3 separate regions of the Mus musculus genome follow, and regions 2 and 3 are each linked to region 1. Evidence: chromatin contacts called from public Hi-C data. All regions are on one chromosome and are shown on one strand. The core of a region is the stretch at or near the end of the contact, and the rest is flanking DNA. Distances in the headings are between cores, read along the strand shown. Region 1 has its middle 22 kb from the start of Gm30371. Region 2 overlaps Grin2a (glutamate receptor, ionotropic, NMDA2A (epsilon 1)). Region 3 has its middle 250 kb from the start of Gm41418.

The links. Hi-C and Micro-C count contacts between places; a contact is called where the count stands out from the background.
Region 2: a Hi-C map of cerebral cortex shows a contact between it and region 1, with 3 times the contacts expected there. The contact joins two enhancer-like sites. A contact is called at or near these places in 2 of 39 promoter capture datasets (cranial neural crest and maxillary cranial neural crest), 1 of 484 Hi-C or Micro-C datasets (cerebral cortex), 3 of 115 datasets of contacts at active chromatin or transcription factors (all in embryonic stem cells) and 1 of 9 other capture datasets (embryonic stem cells).
Region 3: a Hi-C map of cortical neurons shows a contact between it and region 1, with 2.9 times the contacts expected there. The contact joins two enhancer-like sites. A contact is called at or near these places in 1 of 484 Hi-C or Micro-C datasets (cortical neurons) and 1 of 115 datasets of contacts at active chromatin or transcription factors (embryonic stem cells).

What each region holds. Positions count from the first base shown.
Region 1 is chr16:8,936,708-8,941,595 of GRCm38.p6, reverse strand. No RefSeq gene overlaps it. Among named protein-coding and RNA genes, the nearest start is that of Gm30371, 22 kb to the left of the region's middle. Within about 2 kb of position 2,870, at least 31 of the 459 cell types and tissues checked have an H3K27ac peak or open chromatin away from gene starts, as enhancers often do. A contact at or near this core is called in cerebral cortex and cortical neurons, where this site is marked.
Region 2 is chr16:9,751,164-9,756,051 of GRCm38.p6, reverse strand. The region is part of intron 4 of Grin2a (glutamate receptor, ionotropic, NMDA2A (epsilon 1)); the gene reads left to right. Among named protein-coding and RNA genes, the nearest start is that of Grin2a, 240 kb to the left of the region's middle. Within about 2 kb of position 2,676, at least 13 of the 459 cell types and tissues checked have an H3K27ac peak or open chromatin away from gene starts, as enhancers often do. A contact at or near this core is called in cerebral cortex, where this site is marked.
Region 3 is chr16:9,531,690-9,536,577 of GRCm38.p6, reverse strand. No RefSeq gene overlaps it. Among named protein-coding and RNA genes, the nearest start is that of Gm41418, 250 kb to the right of the region's middle. Within about 2 kb of position 2,912, at least 12 of the 459 cell types and tissues checked have an H3K27ac peak or open chromatin away from gene starts, as enhancers often do. A contact at or near this core is called in cortical neurons, where this site is marked.

The DNA of each region.
Region 1 (4,888 bases), core at 1,621-4,120:
GAATTGAAGAGCCAGAAATAAACCTACATATGTATGGTGCTGGTCTAACTGGCAGCCTGCATGTAGAAGAATTCGAATTGACCCATATTTATCACCATGCACAAAGCTCAAGTCCAAGAATATCATGGACCTCACCATAAAGCCAGAGACACTGAACCTCAGAAGAGAAAGCGGGAGAGTCTTGAATGCATTGGCACAGGGGAAATTTTACAGAATACCAAGGGTTCAGGCGCTAAGATCAACAAGGGGACCTCATGAAACAGAAAAGCTTCAGTAAGGCAAAGGACATAGTCAAAAGGACAAGACAGCAACCTACAGATTGGGAAAGGATCTTACTAACCCTACAACATGACAGAGGGCTAATATCCAAAATATACAAAGAACTCAAGAAGTTAACTTCCAAAAAGCCAAATAACCCAATTAAAAATGAAGTACAGAGCTAACAAGAGAATTCTCAACAGAGGAATCTCGAATGGCAGAGAAGCACTTAAAGAAAACTCCAATATCCTTACTCATCAGGGAAATGCAAATCAAAACGACCCTGAGATTCTACCTTATACCAATCAGAATGACTAAGATCAAAAACTCAAGAGATAACAGATGCTGGCAAGGATGTGGGGGAAAAAAGGAACACTCCTCCATTGCTGGTGGGATTGCAAACTGGTACAACCACTGTGGAAATCAACCTGACAGTTCCTAGAAAATCAGAAATAGTTCTACCTGAAGTTATACCCAACTATACCACTCCTGGGCATACAACCAAAAGATGCCCCACCACACCACAAGGAAACATGGTGTACTATGTTCAGAGCAGCCTTATGTATAATAGCCAGAAACTGGAAACAACCCAGATGTCTCTCAATTGAAGAATGGATGCAGAAAATGTGGTTAATTTACATAATGGAATACTATTCAGCTATTAAAAATGAGGACTTCATGAATTTTGTGGGCAAATGGATGGAACCAGAAAATATCCTGAGTGAGGTAACCCAGACCCAAAAGGACATGTACGGTATGCACTCACTGATAAGTGAATACTAGCCAAAGAGTACACAAGGTCTTTTTCCTCAACAGCCTCCCTGGGACCAGGGGACATGGAGGAACTGTCCCAGAAGGATGAGTGACTGGTTGTGGCCAAGTCTCTCCAGGCCACAGCCTGAAGTTTCCAGAGATGCAAGCTCCTCTCTGGTTAATGGGATTCCAAGGAGGAGACACAAAATGATTACATTCTTGCTTCTAGAACATCCATTAGTCAGATGAGTCAGAGAAAGGCCTTTGTGTGCTTCAGGAGGTCAAAAGACAAGTGGGTAGGAGAAGGCCAGGGGGGCTGTGGATTTCCTTTAGTTTCAGAGCACTCAGACTGCCAAATCCCTGTACTCTGAGTTGTTATTTTCTGGGCCCAAAAAAAAAAAAAAAAAAAAAAAGGGCTGAGTGGCCAGAATGCTGGAGACTCAATGGCAGAGTCCTCTGTCAGGGAACTTGGGGTGAGCTATCTGCCAGGCTGATGGGCTTCACTGTGGCTCATTGGTCAGCTCCCTCCAGCAATGAATGGAGGAGATAGGCTGATGCCTTCTGTCAGCTCTCTCAGCTCTCACTGCCTGAGAACAGCCCAGCCCTGCAGCTGGGTATGTCTGCTGGGGATTGAAGCCGGTTCCCCTTTGCTGTCAGATCTCATGGCCTACAGCCTAAGTGTATCTCCACTGAAGTCCACAGGAGCACAGAGGTGGGGGTGGGGATGCACTGTTTTCCCAGCATCCACAAAGCCCAGGTTCAATCTCCAACACAGTTTAAATTCTGCATGGTGGAATATGCCTGTTGGTTGGGGAGTAGAGGCAGAGGATGAGAAGTTCAAGGTCAGCTTGGGTTACAAAATGTGTTCAAAGTCAGTCTGGGCTGTACGCGGTCCTGCCTTAGGGGGAAAAAAAATACAGAAGCCATCCTAGATGTCCTGCCCCACTGAGTTTCCAGATGGTTCCAGCCACAAGAGAACCCAGCCAGAGCCCCAGCTGAGCCCAGTCAGCACACAGAAGCCTGGGAGAGAATGGCAAACTGATGTGTAAAGCAACCAGGTTTCACAGCAAGAGGTAACCAGAATGAGCTAGGATAATTAAGTTAGAGTCGTCCCAAAGCACTAAGGGTTCCATACGTGTCAGCAAATTCGCTCCTACTATGATCTCCATCTGACAAATGAAGAAATCGGGATTCCGAGAGAATGGCACTGAGCTGGGAGCTGCACAGCGGGGACTCCAGCCCCAGGTCTGCCTAACTCTGACTCCTGCTGTGCCCTTGGCCCTGGAGCTCCAGCCCCAGGTCTGCCTGACTCTCATTCCTGCTGTTCCCTTGGCCCTGGAACAGGTTCTAACCCTCTGTTCTGGCTGGTTTTGTGTGTCAACTTAACACAAACTGGAGTTATCACAGAGAAAGGAGCCTCCCTTGAGGAAAAGCCTCCGTGAGATCCAGCTGTGGGGCATTTTCTCAATTAGTGATCAAGTGGAGAGGGCCCCTTGTGGGTGGTGCCATCCCTGGGCTCGTAGTCTTGGTTCTGTAAGAAAGCAAGCTGAGCAAACCAGGGAAAGCAAGCCGGTAAGTAACATCCCTCCATGGCCTCTGCATCAGCTCCTGCTTCCTGACCTGCTTGAGTTCCAGTCCTGACTTCCTTTGGTGTGAACAGCAACGTGGAAGTGTAAGCTGAATAAACCCTTTCCTCCCCAACTTGCGTCTTGGTCATGATGTTTGTGCAGGAATAGCAATTCTGACTAAGATGCTCTCAAAGCCTGCTGGAACTGAAGCTCGTTGCATTCCTCCCTGGCAGCCCAGCTTGTATCTTTCTCTGCCAGATGACTCACTAGGAAAGGTCTACCAGGCACGGATGACACAGAGAGCAAAGCTAGTTCTAGTTCCCACTGCTCAGTGCTGCCCCTCCCCCACCATCCCAGCTCGGCACACAGAACCAAGCACAAGAGCTTGCTCCTTTCTCTGGGCAAGCGCCCAGCACTGCAAGGATTCCCAGACAGGAGATTGGCACCTAGCAAGAAGTATGTCAGACCTGGAAGAATCCTTTCCACAGGAGCCTGCAGCACTCAGGCTCCTGAAAGGAGAGCACATGTAGCCCAGGTTAGCCTCAAGCCCACAGCTTGAGGCTATCTTATTGCCTCAGTTTCCCCAGTGCTAAGATCACAGGCCTGCACCACCAGACTCAGTTCCCAGTAATAAACAACCTTTGATCCCTCACGCTGACACCTGCAGAGAGGTCACTGACTCGCCTTTCAGGTAAGAAAACCAACACGAGAAGCTGTGCTTCTACCTGCTGCAGCTCTCACCAAATGACCAGAGTCAAACTTCCATCTATCCAGCTCTGAACCCTCATGCCTGCCTCTGTTGCGACAAGCTTCCTCGCCAAGCCTGCATCAGCGGGCACTACTTGAGACCCAGAGATCTGTCCCAAAGCCAGAAGATGGATGCAGCTAATTTCCATTAGGAATAATGGAAGAGAGAAAAGACTGTTTTTCTTATAATTAGAAGAGAATTCAGCCGTCACAGCCAACGAGTCCAATATCTCAGCTTATGTAACACAAGAAAGAAAAGGCAAATGGATGCAATTAGGGGAGAGAAGAACCGACTTGGCCTCACAGGTGATGAGGGTGCGGAGTGATTCAGAATAGAAATGTCTCTGCTGCCCGCCCCAGTAGATTTCAGATCCTCATAGCCAAGCATGAGGCCGAGTCTCTCGATGACCTGGAATTTGCCAATTTAGATGAGATTTGCTGACCAGAAAACCCCAGGATCCACCTGTCTCCACCTCCCCAGGATTGAGACTACAAATATATGATCTTCATGTCTGACTTTTGTATGGCGATCTAAACTCAGGTTCTCACATGTGTGTGATACGCACTTCACCCACTGGTGCGTCCCCTCTGGTGCTTCTTAAGGGTCTGTGTTTGCTCCGAATATGTGTTTGCACAGACCTAAATCCCAGTTCTGTCATGTGGTAGCAGCAGGACACTGGGAAGGGGATTGTCCTGCTGATTTTGGATCTGTAAGGAGTCTGGGTAACTTCTTCAGGACCGACACAAAGGCCCTAGGAGGAACGCTTAGAGAACCAAGGCACATCCCTGTCCTTATTACTCCTGCTTTTCTCTCCAGCATTTATCCCCAAGAGGTAAGGGGGCCTGGGAGCACCTGGGAGCGCAGGGAGGATGTGCTCAGGGACTAGTCTCACCCAACTCCTCCCTCAGTCTCTCTTCTTGGCTATCGATTGCAGCAACACCTGCATTTTTTTTTTTTGTTTCTTAAAAAAAAAATCAATGTTCCATTAGCTAACATGTTTCAGAGCTGTCCAACACAGGCAGCTATTGGGAGCTTACTGGGGCTATAGGGCCAGAACTAAGGCTCAGTCCTAACAGATGCAGGCCTTTTTAGACAAATGGGTCCCCAATGTGAGCCAGTGAGCTTCAGGCTCTTTGTATTGCCCTCGATGCCTCTCTCCATTGGAACTCATATCAGCCACAAAGAAATTGCTGCAGAATTAACCCTTTGAAGAAATTCATTTATTTGACAAACCCTCATGGAGTCCTTGCTTGGCATGAAGCCCTGGGTTCCATAGTCAGCACTGCATAAACCAAGTATGGTACCCATGCTTGTAATCTCAGATTCAAGAGGTTGTTGTCCTTGGCCATATAACAGGTTAGAGGCCAACTTGAGCTGTGTCTTAGTTAAGGTTTCCACAGCTGTGAAGAGACATTGCTTATTCAATTGCTCAAACAAGAAGCTCATCTTGCCTATTAACTCATTCCCCCCTCAGGCATTCTCTCCTTCCATTCCCTCAGTGACAAGAGAACCCACAGACAGTTAAAAGAGACTACACCACCTTTCTGGTCCTTGCAGGAGT
Region 2 (4,888 bases), core at 1,427-3,926, 810 kb before region 1:
TGCTTTGACCTTTGTCTTCTGTTAGGTCCTGGGAAGCGGTGCAGGGCGTAGTTAAGTCCAGCTGGCTAGAGCGGAGGCACGGGAGGAAAAAGCATGCATACTGAGCACAGCTTTTCATGAAGACAGCAGAATCCAGCCATGTGGCATTTTTCAGGCTACTTTTTGATAGTTTTAAAATTCATTCTGTTGGCAATCAAAGCTCTGCCCTTTAACCCCTGTGTCGTTCCCCAGATGAAGTCCCTGCCCCAGTTTGGACTGTAGTTCTGTGGTTTTATGGGATGGAGAGAGTTGTATTTCTGCTGTGAGTGTACACATATGTGTTGATTTGGTGAATGTCCATGTATGTGTGGCCACTCTATCAAATTGGTATGGGGACACCTTTTAGACTTAGGGAAACAGAAGACTTTAAAAGGAGATTGAGTGCTTTTCTGGCAAAATCTTGTCATGGTGGGAAAGACCCTGTGATTGCACTATGTGTGGAGCAGGCTGGACTTTGAATGTATTACAAACCCACCAAACGTAACATACCTACCACTCTGAATGCCAGCTTTCTTCTGAGGTTAGACAGCTCTGCCCCACTTTATCGCCTCTCTTTCTCGTGCCTACACACACACATTCTCTCTCTCTCTCTCTCTCTCTCTCTCTCTCTCTCTCTCTCTCCTGTGTGTGTGTGTGCTTGTGTGTATGTGTGTGCATATTATCTTTTTATCTTAGCATAATTAAATGGACCTTTACATGCAGACCGATTAGTGTGGTTCCTGATCAGTACCTGACGTCCACGAATATTCATCAAGCGATCACAGCTTTCTACAGTCATTCCTGTAATTTATACTGGTCATGCGGCAAGCTATGCACAAAGCAGGGGAGAGAGATGCCAGACCTGCCTGTCCTGGTGCCTTAAAATCTTATTATAAATATAAATGGGGTGTGTTTTTTATCTAGAAATCTGAAAGCAACTTTGTTAAAAGTGAGTTCTTGCCCCATGTTGGTTGGCCACTTTGTTGTAGTTGATATTTAATCTCAACTGGGATGGGGGCTTCTACTCAGCTTTTGGTCATTCAGTTTCCAGATAAAAGACACACAACCTTATATTTATAATAAGTCTTTAAAGCATTAGAGCTGGGCAGATATCCACCCTCTGTGCTATTAGAATCTATTTCCCCATCAGTATGATTTCCCATGTCCCATAGGCTGCTCTTACTCCCCAGTCAACCCACATGGCCAGTTCTCATGATCCCTTATCCCATGGTGTCTTTCCACCTGGTCCTTTCTCAGACCCCAAGCCAAGGAGCCCCGACCTCACCTACATGTCTTCTGCCTAGCTGTTGTCTGTAGGCATCTTTATTCACCAATCAGAGATAACCGTGAGAGTGGGGACAAGGTTACACAGCATACTTATGTGCACACAGATTCTCTCATCCCGGGGGCAACCAGGCCTGGGGGCTGGTGTTTAGCATTACAACACATAACAACAGACCAAACTTCAACACAGCTGCATGTCCCAGTTTCACTTTTTTAGGACTTATTTTATCTTTTCATCTTGTGCCTGTGTTTGTGTGAGAGTATGTGCACATGAGTACAGACAGGTACCAGTGGAGGCCAGAAGAGGGTGTCGCATCCCCTGGATCTAGATTCATAAGTTGTTATGAGCTGTGTGATCTGGGTGCTGGGAACTGAATGTGAATCCCGTGCAAGACCATGAACCACCTTTAACTACGGATGGGTCCAGCCTCAGGCTTTATTTGATAATGACTGCCTTACACCCTTTGTTGTGTGGCTGCTGTTTTAGTTGCTGCAGTGGAATGTGAAGAATTCACTGCATTGGAAACACTTGGGTACATCTCCAGCACAAAGGAAGGGGAGAAACACCCTCTACTGCTTTTATGGATTCGTATCTGAAAGAACCTTATCTGAGCGTCTCTTCTATCAACTACCTGACCCTGGAAATCAGGCTTCTGCTCAAAGCAAGAGCACTGTAAGTTCCCCTAACAGGAAAGGGGAAAGAGTCAGAGTGGTCCTGAGTTCAACCCCTGTCCAGGTAACACTAACACTCCCCCTTGATGCAGTCCAAGGAAGTGGAACAAAAAAAGGTTCCAGGTTTAATGGCCCACTGAAAGACTGCACTAAACCTGCTTGGCGTGTTTTTATTTGATAATCAGAGTTCTCACTGTTGGTTTCTTTTAAAATGCCAATAAAAGATCCTGCTTGGTTGATTCTCCAAGCTTGATGGCACTCAAGCTTCCCTGGGTGAATGTGATAACTCTTTGCAAATATTTATCAGTGGGATCAGCATTTGCTGCACAAACATTTCTGGCAATGCGCTAGCTACCCCAGAGAACACAGTATCCTGTGGGCCTCTGCTGTTTCTGTTGATGGGGACCCTTAATTCAGGGACAGGAAGTGTGACCCAGAGTAAGTCAGCAAAGAAGAGGTGTAATGAGAGAACACAGGGGCAGATGCCAAACTGAGACAAGGTATTCTGCAGCAGGCTCTGACTGTAGAATGTAGATCTCTAAACAGTGCCCTGCCTCTGCTGGGCAAGTGACTTAACTTGTCCGTCTCCTTATTTGCAAACGTGAGACCAACCGAAGCATCTGTGGGGAAGGTGGTGCCGATGACACATGTGTGAACACCCAGGGTACAGTTGGTACTTTGCAGGGTACACTTCTTGATGTTGCCTCCCTCCTGTGTCTTGCTGGACCCAGGACGGGTGGGTTGAGTGCTCTGGGTATCGAGTCCCGTAGCTTAGTCAGCAGCGTCCTTCCTGGAACCCAGCCTTCTCTCTTCTGGCTGGAAGTCAAAAGCACCGTATGCCAACCCCGCAATGGCAGTCAATCATTTCCAATTGGCATCCAGTGAATAGCTCGACAAATGGTGGAAACTTGATTTTGGCAACTCAGAAGAAGCAGCAGTTGGCTGCGACTTTACCTTGGTTAGGTGGCTTGGGTTATTGGTGGGGGAGGGTCACACAAGAGTACAAATACTCTTCAGATTTGCCTAAGGCCAGATGTAAGTCTTGGAACCAGCACACACCTAGCAAAGGAGACATATGGATTCCTTTCCTTCAGGGTGGAGTACTGGAGATACGGTCATTCTGAAACCTGGTCACTTAGTAATATATAGTGATGCTTGCTGTGGCCCAGCTCAGTGAGGAGATAAAGTAAATACAAGTACTACCTTCATTACTTGGGGGCCGGCTGGCAGAGTGCATATTGGGAGTGGGAGGTCTCAGTGTATAAACACGGAGACCAGCCAGGAGGCAATGGCAGGGATGGCAACTTAGAGGAGTTCCAGCCAAGCTTCTAAAAGGAAGTGATTCGCTTAGCGCTCACTGGGTACCAAGGTAACCAGCACTGATGGACGAGTATGACATAATGAAGAGAAAAGTATTTCAGACTTCGCAGCTGGGTGGATGGCTACGTCTTTTACTAAACACAAGAAGCTGACAAAGAAACATTGTGGGGTGGGTAAGAAGCAGAGATATGTACATTTCAGACATGTTGAATTGAATATGCTTTTGAAGGATTCAAGTGGAAATCTCAAGTAGGCAACTTAAGAGGAGAGACTGTATTCACATCAAAAATATACAATTCTTGGGCTTTGAGATTATCAATGGCTTTTGCAGTCCCCAAATTGAGTGAAGTTTCTGTTCTGCTTTGAGTGCAAAATGTCCCCTATAAGCTTGTATACAATGGGTCTCCAGCTGCTGGGGACCCACACTGTTTGGGAGGGTTGTGGAACCTTCCGGAGGAGGAGCCTTATTAAGATTTAATAGCCTGGCCTTATTTTCTGTCTCCTCACTGTGATCTGTGTGACCAGATGTCCAAGTTTCTTCCCTGCCATAATGGATAGTGTCCTTAAACTGAAAGCCAAAACAATCTTTTGCAACTGTAAGTGGCTACTTAGTAGGTATTTGTGAATAGCAATAAGAAAGATAACTAATACAATCACTTATGGGAAAATGAAAAATCCAAAGAGGATGTCCGCTCATATTAACATGTGCCTTCATATTCATTCCTGGGAAGGAGAGAAATGTTGCGTTGTGGCTTGCAGCTGCCCCTCCTCACAGGAGATTCTGGCCCCGTGTTTGATGCTGTGGAGGAGCCTGGTGGGTATCTTGTAGCATCAAGTACCTGCTCCACATAGAGGCAGGTACTGGGACTCTTTCAAAGATGTCATGACTGTGGCCACTGGTGACATATCTTGGCTCACTGCAACCTTGCAGAGTCACAGCAGGAGCTTCGATCAATACTAGGAGAAAATAAAAAGTCCCGTGCGGCGAACTATCAGACCGCTCATCTCAGCCCTTTGAGTCATAGGCAGCCAACCCCGTATCTTACCGACAGAGCCTGAGCTAGGTATACGGAGCCTGAGCTAGGATGCAGGTGGCAAGCCACATGCTTGATCTGGATTGATGAGGACGTGAGAGGCTGCGGAACTGGAGGGGATGAGGGGGATGAGGTTCAGGAGAGGAAAACAATCTCTAGCTTTGCTTCCATGTGGAAGTAGTTTGGAAAGTAACTGACACGCTGTGAAGTGGTCACATGAAAAATCCTTTCTACGGAAAAATATGGGCAAAGAGGCAGTGTGCACGGTGCCCTTGGATGGGTATCCTGGACCTGTCCTGGTCTCTGCACCTCCTCCTATTCATGGTGGAGACCCTCCCTGTCCCAGCCGGGTGGGGGAGCTAGAGAGCCAGGCTGGGTCTCCTCACCTATTCTTTGCCTTTGCCCTGGCTTCTCGCTCCCTCTTCTTGTATCACTTGGATGGTGCCTTCTGCAGGTGCCTCGGAGCCCTTGTCCAGTTCCTGGTGACACAAAGTCTGGCGTGGATCCCAGAAATGGAAGACTCGCTGTCAGGCCCAATGACACCTGCTGTGTTGTGCGTG
Region 3 (4,888 bases), core at 1,663-4,162, 590 kb before region 1:
CTCTGTCTTCATCGTCTTTGAGCCCCCACCGCCTCTCACCTGGAAGTCAGGACCCAGCAATCTGCAGTCAATGTTCTTCAGGGGCCTCTGACTTTTCCATGGAAAAAGCTTTCTGAGGTGTCAAAGGAAATGAGCCATTAAAGTGTATCAGGACCTGGATATGTGTTAATATTCTAGTTAGAAGCTGGGATCAGTCCAACCAGAAAGAGGTGCCCCGTCCCCGGCACCAGCCACCAAACAGCACACATTTTATTTTTCAAAATGAAGCTTTGGCAGACATTTAAGAAGGAAAGAGGGGGAGGCTTTTATTTGTTTGCTTGCTTATTTTTATCAAAACAGAGTCTTACAACGTAGCCCAGGCTCACTTCAAACTCACAAGCCTTTCCCGTCAGCCTCTTGTGGGCTGTGATTACAGCTGTGTTCCACCATGACCTTCTTGGGGGAATCTTTATTTCCTCTCTGTCCCAAACCCTGATCTGACTTAAAAGTCTTAAGTATTGCTAGGTGTTGAGACAGCAAGCAAAAATACTTCCTGGCTAGATGCTCTGACTGTTCATGCTACTGTGAAATTGTTCTCCAGAGGGATGTGGCTTCATTTGCCACGCTAGAACCTGAGCCACAGCAATTGGAAGGGATCAGCCTGGAGTCCAAGACCCTTCCTAAGGAATGACAGTCTAACCTGCTGGTAATTTTTAAAGAAAAGCATCTTTTATCTCCTGTCTTGGAATGACCCTATGTTTTAGATATGCCCACATGGCTGAATTGTTGGGGCTATACATACTAGATCTGACACATAGCCATCAAGGCCCAGACACTCCCCCACCCCTCAGTGCTCACAGATTACATTCACTGGGCTGCACCAAAAGTGGACAAGCCATAGGTAGCGCACATGTGCATTTGCTAGACCTAGTTCTATTCTAAGCACACTCATAACAAGGACTGAAACTTAGAGGGAGCTAGGCACTTCCTTTGAGTTGAAACACTCACTCCAAAAGGAAGGAGACCCCAAAAACTCAGGAGGCTCATAGGCTCTTAAGCAGGCCTCCCCATGGTAATGTGATATAAACCATGACATCACTGGGGTGGAGGAGGAGACTCTTCAAAGAAGCTGCCCATGAGTAACGCAAAAGGTTCAAGGATACAGATTTTGGGATCTTCATCCATGCTGGAATGGGCTCTTTGGTGATGCAGCTGTGTGAGTCACTCGGGCTCCTGAAAGTACCTCAGTAAGTTCACTGTGTCACTACGCTGGACTTGCATGGAATCATTTCTTTGGTCTTTTGCTGCCCTTCATCTGGATGAACTCACTGAGTCAGCTGACTTGCTTTGCAATATTCACGGGAAGCCAATAGATCTGTGGACATCGGTTTTAAATTTGTGGAAACTAAAGCTCAAGGAAACAGTGGTTCATCTAAGGCCCCTGGGTTAGTGGCACATTTCAGGTTTCAAATCCAGGCAGTCTGACCCCAGGGTTTGAGTTAGAGCCAGTTTTACAGATGTCCCACCGAATAGAAGCCATATCATCCAAATAGAATCCAGTATCATCATGACTGGATTCATCTGACCTACATGCTTAGTGTGTGCCAGACATTGTAAGATATAATTATTTATCTAAACCATAGGCAAAATTACATTTTATCTATAGGAAGCCTGAGGCTCAGAGCCTAAGTATGCTTTTAAGCCACTCAAGAGCCTGTTATTCACACTTAAGTCTTGAGGAGCAAAAAACTCCACTAACCAGAACTTCTTCCAAGTAGAGCTGATCTGATAATTCAATCAATCAATCAATCAATCAATCAATCAATTCTGAGAATGCTTTCCTGAGATATCTGTGTGTTACATGAATGAGTAGCAGAATTGAGGCTGCAAGATGGTTCTGAATGTTGACACAAATATTTATTTATTACATCCACACTAAGGTTGGGAAGACAGCTGGAAGGACACATTCATGTGCAACACGTGCACGACAAAGCAGAAGTCAACCTGCCCCACAGAGCCAGGCACGGAAGGCCACTGCTATACATAGGGTGAATGATATTACTTTTAGGTGGCCAGGGTGCTATTGAGGCACCAGGAAAGGCCTCACTCGGGCTTGATGGTGACATGGGATTGCTAAGTGCCTTATCTGTTGTGCCCTTAGAACCTTAAGTTAGAATTATGACTTTAGGCTGAAAGTTTCCTGTAGCTAGCCGTGTGGCTAGGGTTCACAGTGAGCTTGTTTGCTTCCAAGCAAAGGGGATGGGCACTACAGAGGAGTCCTGGAGCCCAGTCTGCTCCCTGGGGTTTCTTCCTTCCTGGTGATGCTAGCTGGCAGCTTTTCCATCGCTTTGAAGGAGGCTTTGCTAGGGAAGCAATTATTGTCTGTATGGAAGCCTGTAGGTGAAGAGACAGCAAAGACTCCCGAGGGAATGCTGAGATGTGAATGAGCGCAGGGTCTTCAAGACAGGAACTAATTTGAAAAGCATGCAGATTAAATTTGTGCCAGAGCTTGCCTGACAGGTTGGGGTTAGAGTGTGGCTGTGCCCCTTTATAATCTGTGCTGCCCAGGGAAAGATTTATTCTGGAAAGGAAAACAAAACAAAACAGGCCTTTAAGTCCTCCTCTGAAACTCTTAGCACGCTTTCTCTCCCAGGACGCAGATCTCCTGGCTCCCCAGCCCACTCCCCATGGCTGTGAAAAGCTGCGGGTAGAAATCTGCCCCTATTCCTGAGACAGCTCTGTTGCCCCATCTGCCTTCCTACGTCACCCGTGTCAGATGTTGTGACCTTGGTACATTGCCCTCCAGTGCTGAGACAATAGACAAGAAAAACAGAAGTGTATAGACTATGGGATCTCTCTGAGTTTGGGGGATGAACAGTGTCTATCAGGGAGTGACCTTGCTTGAAGTGGCATCATGGTTATTAACCAGTCTCCTTGGAGTCCAAACCCTCTCGTCACCATGGCAACCTAGTAACAAAGAGGATCAGAAGCAAGCACTCCTTGGATATTCTGAAAGTTTGGCACCTACTGCTATTTTCAGTGCTCTGCTTTGAAGATGCCTTGTTTTATATCCATGGGCCTAAGCAACTACCTGAAGAATGAGAGGAAAAAAAAAAGAAGAGAATGTCATGCCTATCTTCAAACAATTAGTAGTCAGTAGTATAAATGCCCCAACGAATGAAAATCAATTATGCAAGTAGATGACCATGCACTTCATTATCCTCCAGATGATGTCAACTCTCTGACTATGACAGAAAGCCGGTTACACTGAGTGTAAGGATATTGTCAGAGAAAATAGTATTTGGATTCCCCCATCCCAACCCTGCTTAGCTATTATTGAACCTTCTTGTAATTAATGCAATGCCCAACTAATGCTGGCTTATTAATATTCTTTAGCACATGGCACCTCTGGGAACTTTAAGTTCAATGTTGCCATGAGGCTTTGAAATACCCAGGGCTGAGAGGGCTCCTTTCAGGAATAATGAGCTTTTTGAGCCCAGCCTGCTTGCCTGTTTTCTGTATCCTTCACGATGGATCTGTCAGCTGCCCATCTCCCACCTGTTCCCAACCAGCTCTGCATCTTCTTTTAGTTGTGCACACAACATGAGCTCATTTGTCTCCACTGCAGGCTTCAGAGGCTTGGGCTGGCTTTGATGATTGCTGGCGATGTTATGTTTGCATGCTCTGTTGTAGTCTGACATTCCTGTCGCTGGCTCCACCTTCATTCCTCGATGTGGATTTAGACAGCCAGTGTGTCTGAAAAATAACCACTGGTGTCCCAATGACACGACACATATTTTCAGTAAAAGGGAAGAAACTCTCTTCATTTCATAATTGTCTAAGATATGGGAAGTTGGCAACTGGCCCAAGAAAAGAATGACCTTCTGAACATATGACTCAGGACTCTTAGATATCTGGTCAGGAAGCAGCAAGATGCTATGCAATCGACCAGGGTTCATAGTGCATGTAGACCATTAGACCAACAGTAACCTTAATTGGTTAATAGCTCAACATGAAGGCTTGTGGGGTTGATACAGATGTATGAATGTGAAATTCATCTCACGTAAGACACTTGAAGACTATAGTGGAGCTCAGTCAGCAGACGGCTTGTCTACCATGCATGCTGCTTTGGGCCCAACCCCAAGCACTTTATCAACTGGCTCTAAACTGGAGGCCATGGCTATAATCTTAGCACTCACGAGCAGGAGGCATGATGTCATCCTATTTGACATAGCAGGTTCAGTACTAGCCTAGGCTACATGAAATGATCATGTGTCAAAAATTAAGTAAGCAGTCGAGAGAACACAACATCTTAGTCTTCTTCCTCAGAGGCAACTGATATTTCCACGGATCCTGCTGACATTCCCTGCCTGCAGGAGCCAAGTACAGATACCCAGCAGAGAACGAGTCCCAAGGACTCACAATGAACACTATTCACACAATAGGCAGCTCAGCATAAGTCCATGACTGACCAGTTCAAGGTCCAGCAAGACTGAGATAGTCATTGTGAATTTAGGAAGCTTGTATAGATGCTAGGTTTGCCTTGTTCTTGTATACTGGCTGTTGCAGATCTCATGTGGGATGTGCTCAGCTAAAATCACAGCTTCCAACCCTTGTCTCCCTCCCTTCTCTCCTGTTCCTCATCTTACAAACTCCTGCTCCATTTGTCTCTGTGGCTGGCTGACTAGACCCCACTCAGCCTCGCTCTGCCTATGCCTCCAGTCTGGCTAATCACTGTAACACAGCTGCAGGTCCTTCTTCGCTCTCTGGATGTCTTATCTGGAGCTGAGCTGACCTCCCATGAGTCCATCAGTCAGATGCCAGAAGAAGGATGTGGGCTATGATGGCTGGTGCCTGTGGCTGTCTGTGAACTACAAGTTTCTTTTCAAATAGTTTCTGCTTCTGTTTT